Regions from separate parts of the Anser cygnoides genome. Here regions 2 and 3 are each linked to region 1. The links are chromatin contacts, called in public Hi-C maps. All regions are on one chromosome and are shown on one strand. Each heading gives the region's core, a stretch centred on a gene start, on an enhancer-like site or on the middle of the called end of the contact. The rest is flanking DNA. Distances are from core to core; before and after follow the strand shown.

Region 1 (3,883 bases), core at 425-2,924:
ATAGAGAGACAAACTAAATCAAAAAGAAGCCGTCCAGGACCTGGAAACGTAAGCCAAATACTTAGGAACGTAGTTTAGCGGCCATCCCTCTTAAGTGTTTTTTTCCATCGACTTCAGGGAATTGGAACCATCTTCTGGTTTCTTTACCTTGACTTGCCTCTTTTTGCTTTCCCTTCCCACATCAGCAGCAATTAAGTTCCTCCATTTTGGAGGAGTGCAAAGGAGCCTGAAGGGCTGCAGTTGCATTCGGGGTGAGGAACAACTGAACCAAGCTGCTGCCCACAGCTGAGAACAGTCAGATGTTCCTAGCAGTCTGGCACAAAAACTCGTGGCCAAATAATTACAGCTACTTCTTGCTCCCTCACGTTGGTGGGTGAAGCTGCTGACTGTGGTTCAGCTGTGCATCCTGACTGTCTTTGAACCTTTTTGTGGTTAGAAGCTGCCTTACGTTTTCCTCGTGTGAACTTAGACAAAGGCACGTGTGCTGATTTCCAGCAGGGATGAAGGGGGCAGCAGCTGACCAGCTGAGACTGTGAAAGAAGCGTGCTGTGTCCAGTACGCTCACTAACACGGCTTCCAGGGGATTCTTTCAGCTGTGCTATGAAGGTCCTGCATTTGCTTGGTGTTGGGGAGCATGCACAGCTTTTAATCTTTACGGAGCACTAATACAATCACTGGAAAACATGTTCCTTATTTTTTTGTAGTTATACAAATGTTACCAGCCCTTGTTGAGCTAGAACAGCCCGCTAGTGCTTGTAACCTGTGCTGTGGATCAGGGAAAGATCAGGTTTCCCTCTGATGTCCTTTGCGTTGCCAGCGGAGCCTAGAAAACGGCAGATCAGCACCCTGCCGTGAACGTGGGTGGCCCAGAAATAACAGCGATCGGGATTCCTGCAGGCGAGCGTTGAGTGCTGTCAGGCGCTGTGGTTCTCAAACCCAAGCAAGCAGCCTCGTGGACAGGGCAACTGGCCAACCTGGCTACAAGCGCTGCTCCTGAACGGGTTATTGATCCGGAGTCAGACGGTGCGGGCAGGGAGCAGCGCGGTTTCAGAGCGCTTGGAGAAAGAAATGTGCTACAGGTTGAAGCAGGGAGCACGGCTTGTGACACGTTTCCCAGAGCTGCAGTGAAAACTGCTGGCCTGATTAATTCCCGTGCACTCGAGGCAGTAATTTGGCAGCGCTGTAACCCTTGCAGGCAGCCGTGAGAGGGAGCCCAGTCCTGCCAGATCGTCCTGGCTCTGACATAAAAGACATTTTAGCAGGTGGCATGTAAAGTATTAAAATCTTTTGTTCTTTTCTTGCGCAGAACCTGGTCGCATCCTACAAGGAGACTCGGAACGGGCTGATAGGAGTGGATTACTCAACCAAATTTGCACCATGGTAAAAAAACTTTTGTTGCGAGACTTGAAGCTGTCTGCCCCCACCCCAAATCAATGTTACCTGTTTGCTGAACACTCTTAGCATGGACAGGGACCTGAGTGTGATTCCCTCGTCCTTTCTGTTGGGGTACAGCAGTCTCAGAACTGCTCTTTATTACCAGGCAGTGGTTCCCTGGGAACACTGTTGCAGTTAGGAATTGCTGAAGGGCAGCAATGCTGTGCCAAGAGCTCAGCCTGCTGAGAGCAGCCATGTGGGCAGGACACCGGAGGGACAAACAGCTGGTCTCGGGCTTTGCGCTGCTTTATGTATCTGTGCAACAGAACCGCAACGTGAAACAATTTTCTGGGGCTGCTACAGGTCAGGTTTTTTGTTTTCAACCGGCCTTGTGCTTCAGTGTTTGCAGCGGATGGCTCCACCTGGTGGCACTTGGGGATCCCAGGGCCGCTGGCACTGCGGGAGGTTCGTTCTCCGTTGTGGCCTCCACTCGAGTTTTTTCCAAGCTGGCCGTTTGCCCAGCACAGACAGTCCTGATCCGCCTGCCCCGAAGCGTTCTTCTGTCAGACAATCAACATCAGACCGGGTCAGATCGCAGCCAGCCGTTCACGTCTCACACTGGTCATTTCTGAAGTGTGCAGCTGCTCAGCAATTAAGGAAAAACTCCTCAGGTCCTTTCTTCCTGTTTTCCAAAACTCACCAGAAGGTCAAATGTTTCCATCAACCCCGGTGAGGAATAGCATTAAAATACATTTCTGGGAAAATCTTTGGGTCTTATCACCCTTTTCCATCAGGCTGGAGTCTACGTGCTGTTTTCTGTCTTGCACAGCACCGATTTGGAGCAAACGGAAGGAGCCCACTGGGTTGAAATGCCAGAGCTGGGTTTCATTCCCTAGTTTTCCTACCCTGCCTGAGATTTTCAGCAAGTCACTTGCCTTCTGTGGTTCCTCAAATGAGACACTTGGGTGCTGCAGCAGTAGGAGCCCTGGACGTTGTGATAAATAGGTGTGTAGGAGAAGGAGGGCCGCTGGCCCGCCGAGGCAGATGATGAAGAGGTTTGAGATCCATTTCTGGGTTTGTCGTTGGTGCACTAAGTCACCAGCTGATAAGTCTTCTAGGCAAAAGTGTCAAACTTCTGTCAAGTGATTTATCTTGGTAGCTTTGGGGCTCCCGGAACAGTCAGACGCTGTGAAGGGGAGGATTTTCATTTTCATTTTCACTCGGAGTTGCAAAAAAAGTCATACCACTTGAGTGAAGCCGTTTGGGAAGTCGGTGGCATGACTGCAAACTGTGCCAAGGTTTTTCAGGCTCTGAGCACAAAACTGCCCCTCCACGCCCTCTGTGGAGACATCGAGCTGTGAGGCATTGCCCTGCACTGCACTCCAGACATCTTCCTTCTGCTTTCAGGCTGGCGCTAGGCTGCATTTCACCTCGATACATCTACGAGCAAATACGGAAGTATGAAAAAGAGAGAACAGCAAATCATAGCACATACTGGTATGACCCTGCGTGATCGCTGTGGTGTGTTTTTTCTGAAAAGGAAGCTGGCATCTCACGCACAGGAGAGAGTGATTTGTTAACTTTCTTCTTAATTGATGTCTGTTTTTCCTGTGCCTGCTGTCTGGTTCCTCTGGGGCGCACCGCACTTCTGTTTCAGTATGGATTTATTAGTCTGCCTTTGACATCCAGAGGCTTTAGGCATTTTATAAGTGAAGATTATTAATGCTACTTGTCATGCCTATTGGTGGGGAATTGCTGCTCATAATTTTTAAGATTGATATCTGTAAATCAGCACCATCCCTCTCTGTACTGTTATAATGGGCTAGACGAGAAGGAAGAAGAACGATTTGCACATAAAAGCCAAAGGGTTTCTCATGCCGAAGGTAGGAGCGGGGTTTCACCCAAAAGGCTCGGGTGCTGTGCGACTCGCACGGATCACACGGTGCCAGAAGGACCTCTGGCCATGGCCCAGCAAAGGGCCCTGCGCTTGCTCAGCTGTCTGGCCATGACCACAACGCCTTAGAAAAGGGGAAGAAGGGACGTGGAAGTGGGCTTAATGCACCCAGCCTTGTGATCCCTGCTCTTCTTCACCCCACCACTCGCGTGCCTGCAGGTGGTACTGAAGGAGTCTGCGCTGCTGGGGGGCGGCTGGGGTCAGTGAATCTCTCTCTGGGTTGACCTCGAGCTCGCTCGTGTGTGCTGAGCTGCCCAGACAGGGTGAGACGGAGCCTTGGCACAGCTGAAGAACATCCCCTCTGGTAGCTGTGTTGGGGGCAGAGGCTGGGACAGCCTGCTAGTGCCGGTCACAGTGATGGCAGTGAGCTGGGTGTCCACATGCTCGGGTTTGTAGGTAGCCGGCAACGTGACCAAAACCCCAAGAGATCGCGCAGACTTCAACAGGGAGCTCTCACAAAGAAGCAGATTCATGCTAGAGCCTAATGCTAGACCTGGGTGGAAAGAACCCCAAAACAGAAAGACCGTGCAAACCGTAGAATTGTGTTTTTGCACT
Region 2 (3,883 bases), core at 372-2,871, 130 kb after region 1:
AGATACATCCACATCTCTCATTGTCTTGACGGTTCTTAGGCTGTTCCTCTCTAGGCACCGGTATCCCCTGCTGCAACACACTCCCATGCCAGCGGTCATGCTTTGGGCTGCGAGGGAAGGACGTGTCAGAAGGGAAAGGTCTCTAAGTTTCCGGTCTTCTGTTAACTTTTCTTGCTAGGGCTCTCCGGCTTAGTTTGCCATTTTCTGCATCTATTTATCTTAAGGCGTTCCTCCTTAATGACCGATCCAGAGAACTTTACCTTGGGTGAACACAACTTCCAAGTTTAAGATGTGCGATGGGAAGGGATGATCTTGGTCACTGAATCTCAAGCCCTTCATCCGAGTCAACTTCTTAGCAGTCTTTCGAGCCTAACCTCACTCAAGAATCCCCAGAGAATGATACCCCAGTGCTCTCCCCTCCCTGCCTCTGTAAGAAATCCATTTATGGATGCTCCTAAAGCTTTTTGAAGCTGCCCTACACCAGGGCCTCACCGCCCTCCTGTGGGTCACTGGTCCACGCCAGTTGGCCGTGCTGCCCGTTCCTTTGGGCTTCCCTGCTCTCCTTACCACCTCCCCATCGCCTTCTCGCAATCTCCTCGCAGCCGATGAATTTGCACCTGGAAAGCAACCTGCCCTGGAGGGTGTGCACCTCCTGAAATTTCCGACTCACTCAATGGGAACGCAGCGTGGGTACAACTTCCAACCCGGAGCGCTGCACTTTCTTCAAGTTTACCTACTCCTTGTGGCTGCCTACAGCTGCCGGGCTTATCTTGGGTTTAAGTCTCGGTTCCAGCCCTGGGAATCTGTCTTTGCAGATGCTGCTGCCTATGCCAGGCATCGGGGAAATTTTGAAAGCAGTTGTGTTTTTTTTGAGACATTTCAGAAATGGCTGGTGCCGTTCTCCGTGCTTCCATGCCTCAGTGTCTTTCCACCAGTTTTGCCAGCTTTTTATGGTTCCAAACCTGGTCACACCACGAGTTCATTCTCTCCCGTCCCTCCTGTTGATCCTACAGATTTCTCTCTCGTTCTGTGATGAGGCGAGGTCAGGCTTTTCTCGGGGTTTCTGCCTGAGCACAGTTGCTTTCCCTTTGTCCTAAAAGTGGCATCATCTCTTCCTTCTGGTCGTGTTTTGTGCCAGTCCGGGTCCAGGCAGCCCATGACTGGTGTCTGACCGACCTTCCTGGGCTTTCCCGTTTCAGCTGTGGTGGAGAAGAGTGGATGAGGCCGCTTAGGGCCCGGAACTCCTTTTACCACAGAGGCAGAAGACAGAGAGGGGAGATGGTACGGGGAAGCCGCGGAAGATGAAGGAAACGGAGTCTCCCGTCGGCTGGGATGGCAGCCAGCTGGCCGCCCTTCCTCCTCTCTGGCTCTGCCCAGCCGTTAGCATCACTCCATTTCTTGGACTTTTCCCAGCTCCGCATCACGCTGGGCTGTCTTGGCCTCCGTGAACCTTGCTCACTCGAGTAGAGCAAGCGCCTGCAATTGATTCGGACAATTCGGTCTTCCCCCGTGTCATTGCCACATGGCCCTGGCAGAGGCACGATCCAGATCTCCTGAAGCAGGGGTTGGTTCTGCACGCTTTATCCAGTACCAGACACCGTATGTGGGTGGCCCAGAAATGATTAATGTGTTACACAGTGTACTTAGGACATGTAAAACATCAGGCGTTAAGTCTCTCCTGAAGAGACTGCATATTTGTAGTGCCTGCCTACGTCTGCAGAGCTTATCTTGGGATTAAACATTAATTCCAGCCCGCAGGAAAGTCTGTCCCAGCACTGTCCTCTTCCCGACTCAGCTGACAATGTCGGGCATCGGGGAAATTCTGAAGGCAGTTGGTGATTTTGGGACATTTCAGAAACGGCTGGTGCTCTTCTCCGTGCTCCCATGCCTCAGCCTGGCCTTCCACCAGTTTTGCCAGCTTTTTATGGTTCCAAACCTGCCTCATTACTGCAACACCAGCTGGATCCGTGCCGTCGGCCCCAACCTGACCGAGGAGGAGCAGCTGAACCTCACCGTGCCCCGCGACGCGGACGGGGCGTACGAGCAGTGCTCCATGTACTCGCCCGTGGACTGGGACCTCGGCTCCATCGTGGCGTACGGCCTGAACGCCACGGAGAAGTGCAGCAGTGGCTGGGTGTACCCCTCAGCACAGCAGCCGTCCCTGCTCACCGAGGTCTGTAAATGCCTTTTGACGCCGTGGGGACGTGGAGGGGAAGGGATGGACGGGAGCCTCCTGTCCTGCACTTTGTGGAAGGCCAAGGCAGAGGCGGTGTGGGGCTGAGTCCAGCACATGCTCTGCCCACCGGACAGCCCCTTGCCAGCACCCAAGTAACTCACTGTACCTGGCCTGGGGGGACCTTTTTGGTCTCCCTGCCACAGTTTCCCCTATTCTGCTGCCTGGTTCTCCTCACAGCACCTTCCCTCTGAAAGACATTTACTTTCCAAGAGCTTTAATTTGTCCTTGAGTTTTCTGGGACCTCCAGAGCCCTTCAGGGCTTAGACAAGATGTGGTCCTTATGGGCCATGCAGATGAGCAAAGGCCCTGCCTCCTGGCATCTCCAACATCTTCCTCTCTGCACCTTTCTTCTTCTCTCTCCCCACATTCCTCCCTCTTTCCTCTCTCAGTCTTTCCTCCCTCCCAGCTCCATCTGTCTCTTGGGCACCTTCCTGTGGGCTAAAACCAGATGAGAGAGCCCAGCCTGTGGCATTTCCAAAGGTTCCTTGGCTCCCCTGGAGCCCTGTGTCCTGCCTCCAGCCTGTCCCACCCTGCCCAGCCTTTGCAGCCAGGGCAGCCAGGTGCTGGGACCCCTCTCCGAGGCCCCACTTCACCCAACACTTCCCAGCCAGGAGGCTCCCTTGGGCTGCCTGGCCTTGACGCACTCCTGCAGGTCCCGGTGCTTGGGGCATCGCTGAGTGCCCAGGGGTCTGTCCCACCTCCAACTTGTGCAGCTCATGCACACGATAGAGACCCGCATCCTTGGGAGAGGGATCTCTGCTTCCAGGGGCTAAGGCGAGAGCCCGGGCACCCACCTCCTGTCCCCACCCAGGGCCAGCCGTGCTGCCCGTCCTGAGAAAGCAGCTGCCCAGCTGGGACCTGGCAGGAACAAAAGCAGCTGTGTTTCCCTCCTCCAGTTCGACCTCGTGTGCGACAGGAAGGACCTGAATGACATCTCCCAGTCTGTCTACATGCTGGGACTGTTCCTGGGAGCCATGATCTTTGGGCCACTAAGCGACAGGTGAGGACACACAAGGAATTGCCCATGGTCTCCTATAAACCAGCAGTGTGTAGTGTCATGCACTGCTCCAGGACTGGCTGGCCACAACACTGTGTATTTGGTCACTGCTCCTCACTCACAGTGACTGTCCCAAAATTACAGTGACCCTGACCAAAGTCCTTAGGCCTTGTGTGAACATGGAGTGGAAAAGTAGAGGGCAAAGTGTCTGCATAGAGTGTTTCACATGTAAATTGCGAGTAGTCTGATCCTCATTGCCCTCAAGAAAGTCATCTATGAATGGTTCCACATCACTGTGTATCCCTCCAGGCTCTACCCCATCTCATCCCATGGGGTCTCTCCAGATACCAGCTGTGTCCTCCCTCTTCCTCCACAGGATCGGCCGCCGGCCAGTCCTTCTGATCTCCATCTTCCTCCAGGGCTTTTTTGGTGTAGGAATTGCCTTTGTGCCCCATTTCTACGTATACATGGCCTTCAGATGTGTCGTGGGGGCTTCAGTGTCAGGGATCAACATGACCTTACTGGCTTTAGGTGAGTAGGATGCCCTTACCCTGAGGCAGATGTATGCGGTCTCTCAAGATGCAGTAGAAATGGCCTAAAAAGAAATAAAAAGTCATCCAGGACATCTTGAAAAACGTCCTCCCAAATGA
Region 3 (3,883 bases), core at 966-3,465, 98 kb before region 1:
AGGTACAGCAGAGAGAAGCACAGCCCTGCGGTACGGAGAAGCAGCTGGGAGCCCACAAAACGAGACCTCCCGTCCAGAGGCGGCACAGAGGTTAATCAGCCTCACCTCTGCCTCCCTGGGAAGGCTGCCAGGAGCAAGCAAAGTGCTCACGCCTCCGTCACTGGCACCGCTGTGCTGACGGGGGGAGATCAGGGGAGCAGCGTCTGCGTGGAAGGGGAGGCCGCTCCCCGCAGCACCGCCCGGCCCCTGCCAACAGGGCCTGCTTCTCCCAGCAGGGCTCTCCGAACGCTCGATCAAAGTCTGACTTCTAGGCAAAAGGTGATCTGCCAGAAACTCCTACGAGCTCACGAGCCTCATCACGACCTCTCACCCAGCGCTGCTCTGTAGCCGAGGCCCAAGAAGACCAGAAGAAACCTCGATCTGGTTGAGTTTACCTTAGAAACTGTGCAACTCTTGCGACCAAAGCGCCGGCTCCCGGCTGCAGCACATTTCCTGCGTGCAAAGACAGGATTCCCATCAATCTGTTGCACTGCCCCTGCTATTTGCTGCGGACACCGAAGGGACACTAGTGTCACCGTGGCTCGGTGCCATCTGATCGGAGCCCAGCCACTTGGGACAGTCATCAAGGGCGTGTTAATTTCACGAGCGTAATAACGCCACGCATCAACCCCTTCTGATCCCCACAACACCCGCCAGTCTCCCGTGGGCCTGTCCCAGAGCCTCTAGCAGGACGGAGGGCGATCACTCACCCACACAGATGTCTCCCAGCGCCTCTGGACGAAGCCCGACGTCCTGCAGGACGGCGGTCATAACGGCAGACAGCAGCTCATCGGGCGTGGTATCCTGCAAGCACACGGGGTTAGCGCTACTCAGCGAACACCGACGACTGCCCCGCCACCAGCTCGCCTTCGTGCTGCTGCAGAGGGTCGGTGCCCGGGCTTACGCAGCGCTACCTCACCTCTACAGCCACCACCAGACCGAGCTGAGTTTTCCTACAAAGGCGTTACTCTTATGTGTGTTTTTGCCTTGAGTGTTTTTCAAGCACTGTAACACGCGCAGCTTGCTCACCTAGCTGGGATTTATACGAATGTGTGTCGTAGGGCCTTGAAAGTAAAGCAACTAGGATGAGTTATATATGGCACGAGCATGCAGAGACTCGGAGTTCCCTCTGTGTAAAACCGAGATGACCCCAAAGGGCAGCAGCTGGACCCCACCACCCGCAGAGCTCCAGCTGAGTTACTGCGGGGATTTCAGCGCCCAGCAGCGCGTGGCACACGCCTGGAGTGGGTTTTGCACAAATCAGTGACTTAAGACTATAGCTGTGTGTGCCGTCATCGACCCCAAATTCAACACAGCCCCTTGAAAGCCCAGAAAAAACACAGGCAGCTTGGGAACACCTCATGTCCCACCACCACCACCTCCACTTGCAGGTGCCGTGGCTGTCCCGGGGCTGGGTTTGTGGGAACGTGATGTGAGAAGAGACTGAGGAAGACAGAAAGCGACAGCAGTCGCCTGGCACCATGCTTGGGTCTTGCTCAGACCCCGGGACACCACTGCTATGGCTCGGCAAGGAGAAGGCTGGCCCAGGAGGTCCACACCAAGAGGTCCGCAGCAAGGTGAGGGAGATGCTCCTCACCGCGGTTCCTCAGGGAACCGGGACAGGTGGGCTCAGCGTGGGGCAGGACATGACGGGGCTGGGCACCCCACAGCAGCCTGCGGGGCTAGGGGGCTCCCGGTGGCACCGCAGCACCCCCAAAAAATGATTTTATTTTCCTGATGGTTGGCGAGCGGAGCCCCCCCTGGGCGGTGGGCAGCGAGGGTAACCCCTGAGGGGGTGCTGGTGGGGGGGGAGGCTCAACACTTTGGGGCGGGGACAGCTCCCTGAGGGGGAAGCGAGGATTTTGGGGTCCGGAGGCGCGAGGGGCAGCAGGGAGGGGAACCCCCCCACACCCCAAAAAAGCAGAGCCGTACCTTGAACCCCCCGCGCTTGGCTCGGCCGATGGCCGTCCTCCTCCCGTGCACCACCACCACGTCGTCGGGGCCGGCGGCTCCCCCGGCCCGGCTCCCGCAGGGCGCTGCCCACACGGCGGCCGGGGGCTGCCCCGAGAGGTGCCCCAGCACCGCCCGCACCCGCCGCAGCGCCCCGCCGCTGCCCCCCGCCGCCATCTTGGCGTCCCCGGCCGCCGCCGCCATCTTGACGACCCCGCGGCGGGGAGGGAGGGGGGCGGGGCTTCGCGGGGACACGCCCTCTTCATTTGCATGGCCACGCCCACCGCTCGCTGGGCCCCCCCCCCCCGGGTTGGGCTCCGTGGGTGGGTGGGGAGGAGGAAGGGGGGAGGGAAGGGATTGGGGTAAATAAACGGAAAAAAAGGAAATAAGACAAATAAAAGGTTAAAAAAAAAAAAAAGTTAAAATTAGAATAAAAATTAGAATAAAAATAAAAATTAAAATTAAAAATTAAAATTAAAATTAAAATTAATAGCAAATTCTATGAGTGTCTGAAAAGATAAAATGCAAATAAATAAAAATAAGAATAAATGAATGAAACGAAAGAAGGCAGAAATAAAAGAGCCCGCCCCCAACCTTTTGCCGTGGTGTAACACCAGGCCAACGTGACCGGGGAGTGCATGCGTGGTGGTGGTCCCTATTTCAGGCCCAAGCCCCCCGCCCCGCTGCTCAGCAGCCCCCGAGGAGGGAACGACACAGGGGGCTGGCCACACGCTCGGCAGACGCACAACATCACACCGGAGCCTTTTTCCAACGGAAGGAAAACGTTTCTCTGGGATACACACGGCGACACCGCACGCGGAGCGGGGACACGGCCCCAGCAGGGCCGCCCCGCTCCCCCGGGTGCGCTGGGCAAAATAAAAAAAAATATAAAAAAAAAAAAAAAAAAAAGGAAATTTACATGGCATAATATTACATTCTCTTCTAGTTTTCATTTTGTACATCAGAACACTGCGAGGGTTTTTAAAAAAACACAAAGGCAAAGGCACCTGAGGAGCGAGTCGCACTCACACGCGCGCACTCACACGCAGCCTTGCACGCACACCCCTGTACACACCCCCCCATGTACACCCCCATGTACACACACACATACAAACACACTCACCCATGAGCCAGGGGACCAGGCTGTCCCAGGGAGGCTTTCTGGGGTGCTTTGTGGGGCTGACGAGGCCCCAGGGAGCGTTTTGGAGGGTCCCCCGTAGCCTCCCCCAGCGCTCGGGCAGCGCGGCTGGGCCCCACTTTTGTTCTCGAGTCTTTGGAGAAAATAACAGCTCACATCCACCCCTAAGGGGTGAAAAATCAAAGCTGAACAGGTTCGGTGAAAGGGGAGAAAACAGCATAAAAACATTTCCAGCTTTACTGAAACTCCCTTTTTGTTCGTCTCTTCTGACAACACCTTATTTGCCAGCACATTTTTTCTTGTGTTTTTTTTTTTTTTTAATCCATCCTCTAGAACTAACCAGAGTGATTTGGTCCTATTCACAGAATAAAATCCTTTCTTTCCCCTAGAGGAAGGAGGCGACTATTCCCCCCCTGCGGAGGGGACGGCCCGGAGATCCGGCATCCACCACCCTGGTGGCCAGACACAAAGCTCGGGTAGGTGCCGGCCTCGGCAGCTCCGTGGACACACTGACAGGGAACCCTTCTAGCTATTTAATTTGCCCAAACAGCCCCAGTCTTTTTTTCTTTAACTGAAATAATTCTGGTTTCTGCCTCTCTCTCTGGAGCTGTAGCCACAGCACGACTCGATCTCTTCCGCCCGGCAGAATTCAAGGATGTGCAAAGTCACACAACCAGCCCCGTTCTCCATTTCCCCTTTGCTCCAGGCAACCCTTTTCATTTTCAATGAAAATAAAATAAAATAAAATAAAATAAA

Evidence for each region. A called contact is a pair of places that touch in the nucleus more often than the background predicts.
Region 2: a contact with region 1 is called in a Hi-C map of liver, with 7 times the contacts expected there. The contact joins the promoter of LOC106036790 here to the enhancer-like site in region 1. A contact is called at or near these places in 2 of 7 Hi-C or Micro-C datasets (both in liver).
Region 3: a contact with region 1 is called in a Hi-C map of liver, with 6 times the contacts expected there. The contact joins the promoter of ACAA1 here to the enhancer-like site in region 1. A contact is called at or near these places in 3 of 7 Hi-C or Micro-C datasets (granulosa cells and liver).

The regions. Positions count from the first base shown.
Region 1 is chr2:5,615,042-5,618,924 of Taihu_goose_T2T_genome, forward strand. LOC106036846 (cryptochrome DASH-like) reads left to right here. Exons shown (of 16, transcript XM_066991426.1): 10 at 1,307-1,380; 11 at 2,782-2,871. Among named protein-coding and RNA genes, the nearest start is that of MYD88, 14 kb to the right of the region's middle. Within about 2 kb of position 1,675, at least 1 of the 3 cell types and tissues checked has open chromatin away from gene starts, as enhancers often do. A contact at or near this core is called in liver, where this site is marked.
Region 2 is chr2:5,742,882-5,746,764 of Taihu_goose_T2T_genome, forward strand. It overlaps LOC106036790 (solute carrier family 22 member 13-like), which reads left to right and starts at 1,622. Exons shown (of 10, transcript XM_066991413.1): 1 at 1,622-2,173; 2 at 3,133-3,236; 3 at 3,610-3,764. The coding sequence starts at 1,802.
Region 3 is chr2:5,516,620-5,520,502 of Taihu_goose_T2T_genome, forward strand. It overlaps ACAA1 (acetyl-CoA acyltransferase 1), which reads right to left and starts at 2,216. Exons shown (of 12, transcript XM_066991431.1): 1 at 1,972-2,216; 2 at 750-843; 3 at 435-492. The coding sequence starts at 2,193. It overlaps LOC106036842 (mitogen-activated protein kinase kinase kinase 3-like), which reads right to left. Exons shown (of 15, transcript XM_066991411.1): 15 at 3,841-3,883.